2 separate regions of the Lactuca sativa genome follow, and region 1 is linked to region 2. The links are chromatin contacts, called in public Hi-C maps. All regions are on one chromosome and are shown on one strand. The core of a region is the stretch at or near the end of the contact, and the rest is flanking DNA. Distances in the headings are between cores, read along the strand shown. Region 1 holds the start of LOC111899056 (protein LIFEGUARD 2). Region 2 holds the start of LOC111901071 (putative protein phosphatase 2C 76).

The links. A called contact is a pair of places that touch in the nucleus more often than the background predicts.
Region 1: a Hi-C map of leaf shows a contact between it and region 2, with 5 times the contacts expected there. The contact joins the promoter of LOC111899056 here to the promoter of LOC111901071 in region 2. A contact is called at or near these places in 2 of 4 Hi-C or Micro-C datasets (both in leaf).

The regions. Positions count from the first base shown.
Region 1 is chr5:364,150,049-364,153,129 of Lsat_Salinas_v11, reverse strand. LOC111899056 (protein LIFEGUARD 2) reads right to left here and starts at 1,744. Exons shown (of 4, transcript XM_023894946.2): 1 at 1,259-1,744; 2 at 1,066-1,179; 3 at 838-995; 4 at 253-738. The coding sequence starts at 1,514. The coding sequence ends at 532. It overlaps LOC111899064 (VAN3-binding protein), which reads left to right. Exons shown (of 6, transcript XM_052763831.1): 6 at 1-155. The coding sequence ends at 40.
Region 2 is chr5:363,997,404-364,000,835 of Lsat_Salinas_v11, reverse strand. It overlaps LOC111901071 (putative protein phosphatase 2C 76), which reads left to right and starts at 1,938. Exons shown (of 6, transcript XM_023896938.3): 1 at 1,938-2,344; 2 at 2,674-2,854; 3 at 2,935-3,037; 4 at 3,132-3,246. The coding sequence starts at 2,050. It overlaps LOC111901070 (ETO1-like protein 1), which reads left to right. Exons shown (of 6, transcript XM_023896935.3): 3 at 1-421; 4 at 500-791; 5 at 869-1,178; 6 at 1,271-1,744. The coding sequence ends at 1,491.

The DNA of each region.
Region 1 (3,081 bases), core at 495-2,994, 150 kb before region 2:
ACTTCTTTCCATGGTAGATGAAAGGAAGTTCAACAAATAAAATATAAGAGGAACAAATAACAAATGTGTAGGTAAATTGTATTGTAATAACCAATGTGTGTGCTTAGTAAAACTTATAAGCTCCTTTTTCAATGTTCCAAGTTCTTGTTATATAAGCTTAGTTGGATTTGTTTTAGTTTGAAAATATGAACTTAAAATAACATCATTCTCACATTAAAATAACACATGATAACAATGACATGAGACATAACATAAAGCACAAAACCCTTCCTTTATTTCATTTCACTTAACCAAAAGTCTGAAAAAAAAAGGTACAGTACTACATACTAGTTACTACATACAACATACATGACCAGTATGGATTATGAAAGTCACTTCCTACACATATTTTTTATTTTTTTTGTTCTTCCTACCAGCAACAGAATTAAATATAATAATCCAATCCAATTAGGCTTGAAGAAAAGAATCTATTCAAAGATGAATACATGGATACCGTTTAAGTATGAACAGATGGTGAAGGCCATGATTGATCTAGGTGTCTGCAGCTCGTAAAATGGTAAGCAATGAAATGAAAAGATTGATGATATCGAGGTATAGAGCCACAGCAGCCCATATATACTCATCGTAAGTGTATCGTTTTATTAGATTGTCAGTATCATAAACAATGTAACCACAGAACACGATCGCTGATAAACCCCCGTATATCATCACTGAAATCTTCCCCAGAGGAAAGAAAATCTGCAAAAATATTATTACCAAATAAGCTTCAAATCAAAAAAGGTTGAAAATTTTCACTATCTATAATGAGTAAAAAAAGGGGTTAAATGAATGAATAACCTGAATGAAGGAAAACACGATAAGCACCATAACAGCACCAAACAAAAATGGCCCCAAGAAATTGAAGTCGTAACCTCTCTTTGCTGCCCAGAATGTGAATCCGGTGAGACTCACCACCACCACAGCAGTCAAAATAACTGCTTCCAAGATAACTTTCCCTGTAGAAATTCATTCGATTAACACACTGAAAAAGTAAATTCGCGAACTAATTATTCACCATGGACATACCACTAGTGAAGGAACATGTCAAACCAACAGCAAAAGCAAGAGTGATGGTGAAGATCCCAAGAAGAAGATAATTGATGGGATGGCGCTGATAATAGTACGACAATGGGCACAAAGCTGTACAACAAAAATCATTAAATGGAAACTGCTCAAACAATTAAAGCAAAATTAATACGAAATTGTTTGAAATTCATACTGATGAATGGAGCAATGATGAGAAGAAGGTAACAAGCTAATCCGGCGTTAGTGGTGGTGAAAAAAATGACGATCGGATGATACGTGACGACGAGGGAGCCGACGGCGGCGGTGAGGAGTAATTGTATGGCGACGATTGAGTATATCTTACGAATAAACGACCACCGTAGCTCCGGTGACTCCAACATCATCGGGTACAGCGGCTGACTTGATCCCGACTCGATGTCGTCTTTTAGAAACGGTTGTTGATCCCACATCTTGAACAGATCTGTGAAAACTTCGGAAGTTTAAGCACGAAACGGAGCCAAATTGGGGAAACTAGGGTTCTGGATTATGATATAATCAATGAATTCCAGACTTGACGAAGAAGAAATGAATGGGGGATTAGATTGTGTTTAAATGCAAGATGTGATTATAAGATTGACTTTTGTAGATTGAAACGAGGAATTCGTGTCGTACGTGCAACGTTAAACGCATCTACCGAAAAAAAAAAAAAAAAAAAAAAAAAAAAAAAAAAAAAAACTTATACGTGTACAAGAGAGCGCCCTTAAAACACATTCTACCAATTAGGGTCCGAAGTATTTCTCACGGAACTTGAACCACAACACCACCGAGTCACTGCATTTGTGTTGGGATGGTGTGCATGCGAGAAAGAAGACAGAAGAATGCTTGCACAGAGAAAGAACGTTGTGGTCAAATACTCAAATGTTGCGCTGACCACAACTCTCCACGACAATGACGAAGAACGAAGGTATGGGGTTGTGTTCATAGTCGTTGTCCTTGCTAGCGTGTACAATAAAGCCCTACGTTGAGGGTATATCATAAGGCCATATACAAAGTTTTTTAGCGAGTAACAAATAAACCTTCAAACTCGGCCATCGTGTTATAAATATTAAGGCAAAAACCAATCCATATCCCTCTGCTACATCTTTTTCATAACATTTGTTAGTTGCTTATAATTGTATCTTAAAACATTATTATGGTCACCATGCCTTGTGCATGAAACTGATGTTACAATATCATCTCATTGTGAACACCATCTTTAAGGAGGATGAAGTCATGGTAAAAATGGAAATGAGGTATCATTGGTACCTCACCATTCCCTCTTGAGTGGTTGAGAGGGTTAGGAGCGGTGGGATGTCAAAAAGTCTCGCAAGATCCCGTTTTCGTGGAGGCTCCGTCCCATTTGGGGATATTTATAAAAAAAATTAGGGATGGGGGTAAGATTAACCCTCGTTTTAATTTTGGGGGCGGGGGTGGGGTGTGTAGTCCCGTCCCGAAACCCCATGAGATCCCCGTTTATAAATTATATATATATTTACATATAATAATTATATAAATATAATAAACAATAAAATGATTTTGAACTTCCAAAATTTAACAAAAAATATATTTTTAAGTTGTTAGTGTAATGTGTTATGTCATAACATTTTTTTAACATGTAAAATTTTGTAATAAATAAATATTTGTTATCTAAAAAATAGTTTCTTTTAGCCCAAACAACTTATTTTAGCCCAAAAAAAGATAGCCCTAAATAAATCGGGGGTGGAGAAACGGGGGTGGGGCGGGGTAGCAAGGGGGATTCAGGGGCGAGGGTGGGGGTAAGAAGTCTGGACATTTTGGGGGCAGGGGTAGGGAAAATTTTAGGGGCGGGGCGGGGGATGCACTCATCGTCTCGTTTGTCCCTGTTGACATCCCTATTATGTGGGTTCACTAACTCATTTCATCATCTTTCTCTCTTTATTTTTTTTTCTCTTGTACCATGTGTTTTAAAACTTTTTAGAATCAATGAAAAATAATTCAAAAATTAAAAAACCAGAACCT
Region 2 (3,432 bases), core at 689-3,188:
CTACGCTTACGTACCCGTACATGTATCGTGCAGCCTCGTTGATGAAGAGACAAAATGTTGAAGAATCAATGGGGGAGATTAATAAGATTCTTGGGTTTAAGTTAGCGGTTGAATGTTTGGAATTGAGGTTTTGTTTCTTTTTGGTTCTTGAAGATTATCGATCCGCAATTTGTGATGTTCAAGCGATTCTTACGATTTGTCCGGATTATCGGATGTTTGAAGGGCGGGTCCCGGCTTCTCAATTTCAAACACTTGTCCGTGAGCATGTGCCAAGCTGGACAACCGCCGATTGTTGGTTACAGCTGTACGACAGGTGGTCCGCGGTTGATGACATCGGGTCCCTTTCCGTAATTTACCAAATGCTTGAGTCCGAAGCTGCTAAAGGCGTTTTATATTTCAGACAATCTTTGCTTCTCCTCAGGTATTTAATACAGAAAGAACGACTTAATATATTTTCAAATAATAATTACTAATTAAGATTTTTTTTTTAAAAAAAAAGGTTAAATTGTCCGGAAGCAGCGATGAGAAGCTTACAATTGGCAAGACAGCATGCATCGAGTGAACACGAGCGGTTAGTTTACGAGGGTTGGATATTATATGATACGGGTCATTGTGATGAAGGGTTAACAAAAGCTGAAGAGTCTATTAGCTTAAGTAGATCTTTTGAAGCTTTCTTTTTGAAAGCGTATGCTTTAGCTGATTCTAGTCAAGATCCGACTTGTTCTTCTACGGTTGTATCGCTTCTTCAAGATGCCCTTAAGTGCCCTTCTGATAGGCTTCGTAAAGGCCAGGTTTGAACAATCTTTATCCCTAAAGTCAAAGGTTATTTCAGACATTTTACAAGTGAATTGAAACTGTGGTGTGGCAGGCATTGAACAATCTTGGAAGTGTTTATGTGGACTCAGGGAAACTGGACCTTGCGGCTGATTGCTATATTAATGCTCTTAAGATCCGGCACACTAGGGCCCACCAGGGGCTTGCTCGTGTCCATTATTTGAAAAATGAGAAAGCTGCTGCTTATGAAGAAATGACAAAATTGATTGAAAAGGCACGTAACAATGCATCGGCTTATGAGAAGAGATCTGAATACTGTGAACGTGAACAGACGAAAATAGACCTTGAAATGGTGACTCGATTAGATCCTCTTCGTGTTTATCCTTACAGATATCGAGCTGCAGGTTAGTTAATCTAGACATAATGACTTAATGGGTTAAGACAAACAATCTAGATTATATTTTTGTTCTCATATGGGGTTTTGATTAAATGCCAGTTTTGATGGACAATCACAAGGAGAAAGAAGCAATAGCAGAGCTATCAAGGGCGATTGCATTCAAAGCTGACCTACATCTTCTGCATTTACGGGCAGCTTTCCATGAACACATTGGAGATGTTTCGGGTGCCATGAGGGATTGTCGGGCAGCTCTCTCATTTGACCCAAACCATCAAGAAATGCTGGAACTAAGGAGCCGTGTAAACAGCCAAGAACCCTAATGAATCCAACAACAATTTAGAAAAGATTAGATGCAATGTTACACAAATGGTGAAGAAAAGGAGAGATTTTTTATTTTTGAGTTTGTGTGTGTGTATCTTTGCAAATGTAACAACACTTCATGAATATTTGTAAACATTCAAGTATGTGTATTATTATTAACATGTGTTTTTGGCCTTGTATTTGTCTGGAGATATAATGTACAAGATGTGAATCTGATTGATTACAAATGGTGTATTGTATCGTTTCATTTCATCAGCTGTAAGATGTTAGTTTTTATAAAGAATGTTGGTTTTTGTATATGTAGATTTGTAACTGAGAATATCATATTCGATCTAATTACCAATTTTCATAATTTAATAAAATAGTATCATTTTGTATTGAAAATGTCCGATAAGTCATCTGTTTTCAAGAATATCATATTTGCAAATTTTCTATATCAAGTTTTTTATTTACTATAACTGGACCTCGAATATCTACAAAATTTCCTATTCCAAAGTGAAATCTCTGCTTTTAGCCCCCTTTTTCGTGATGTGAGAAATATTATTCCCAGATTGATTATGGGAAGATTCAAGAACGGGATTTTAGCAGCGGAAATATTATTTCTTCTTGAAATATTATTAAGCGGCATTGATGCGGTGGTGTCGGCGGTTTCTTCTTCGTGTATGACTGCTTACGACGACGGTGGTGCTCTTGCCGTTCTTCAGTCTTTTGAGTGTGCTGCTCAGTGGGGTTTCATGGTTGAATCTCTGAAAAATTCAACGAAAAATTGTGAATTTGCGAGTCTTCAAGGGCACAGGAAGTACCAAGAAGATCGTGTCACCTGCAATCTTGGTATACAAATACCTTTAATCGGTAAGAATGGTTTTAATTTCATGGTTTTTTCATGCTTTCTTTGACATTATTGTTGTTGTTTTGAATTTATGTCAAATGTCCTAGTTTTCATTTAAGAATTTGGTTGGTTGGGGTGAATAAGTTTAGTTTGACTTTTAAATTTTGAACATCAATCTGCTATTTCATGCTTCATTTGACATAATTGTTGCCATCTTCATTTTCACGAGTCAAATGTCTTGTATGATACGTTCTTGACGGTTTTCATGTCTTATCCAATCTTCTTATAAATAGATTATATTGTATAAGTTTAACAAAATGTGATTAATGTGAATTAAATTACAAAATTACAGGAAAAGATGCGAGAAATGCAGCTAAGGTTGATCTACTTGCTATATTCGATGGCCATGGAGGAACAGAAGCTAGTGAAACAGCCAAACAAAACTTACTAGATTACTTTCTTGTTCATGTTATCGCGGGTGCTTTCAAGAAATCATCAACACTTTATGATAATCAGCATGATTTAGTAAAAGGGTAAAGCTGCGTTAATACATTGTATGGATCATAGATATGATGATTTCTGAACAATTTACAGTTATTTGATTTTGGTGTAGTTCCCATGGATCTTTACTAGAGATGGAAGATAAATCTTTACATGACATGTTGAAAGAAGCTTTATTGGGCGCAATTCGTGATATTGATTTGAAATTTTCTTTGGTAAGTAGAAAAACTTAAAATTCTTTGTGTGATTCAAGATTTGTTGAAATTAATCGCTTTAATATTCTCGTTTGATTTGTTATTAATAATGTAGGAGGCGATTCAGAAAGGTTATAGTGCAGGTTCAACTGCGAGTATTGTTGTTTTGTTGAATGATGAAGAATTAATGATTGCAAATGTCGGCGATTCCAAAGTCATCTTATGTTCAGGTAGAATCACTCTTAATTAACTGCGAGTTTTTTTTTCCTCCTGTAACAAAAAAATTGAAAAGAGAAAATACAAAGGGCAAAATCGTCATTTAAAAAAAAATTCAAAACAAATTGGACCAATTTTGCAACAAAATCAAAGGTCCAGTTTTGGGCCACTGTTGCTAGTCCAAACATTTTTGGACCAAA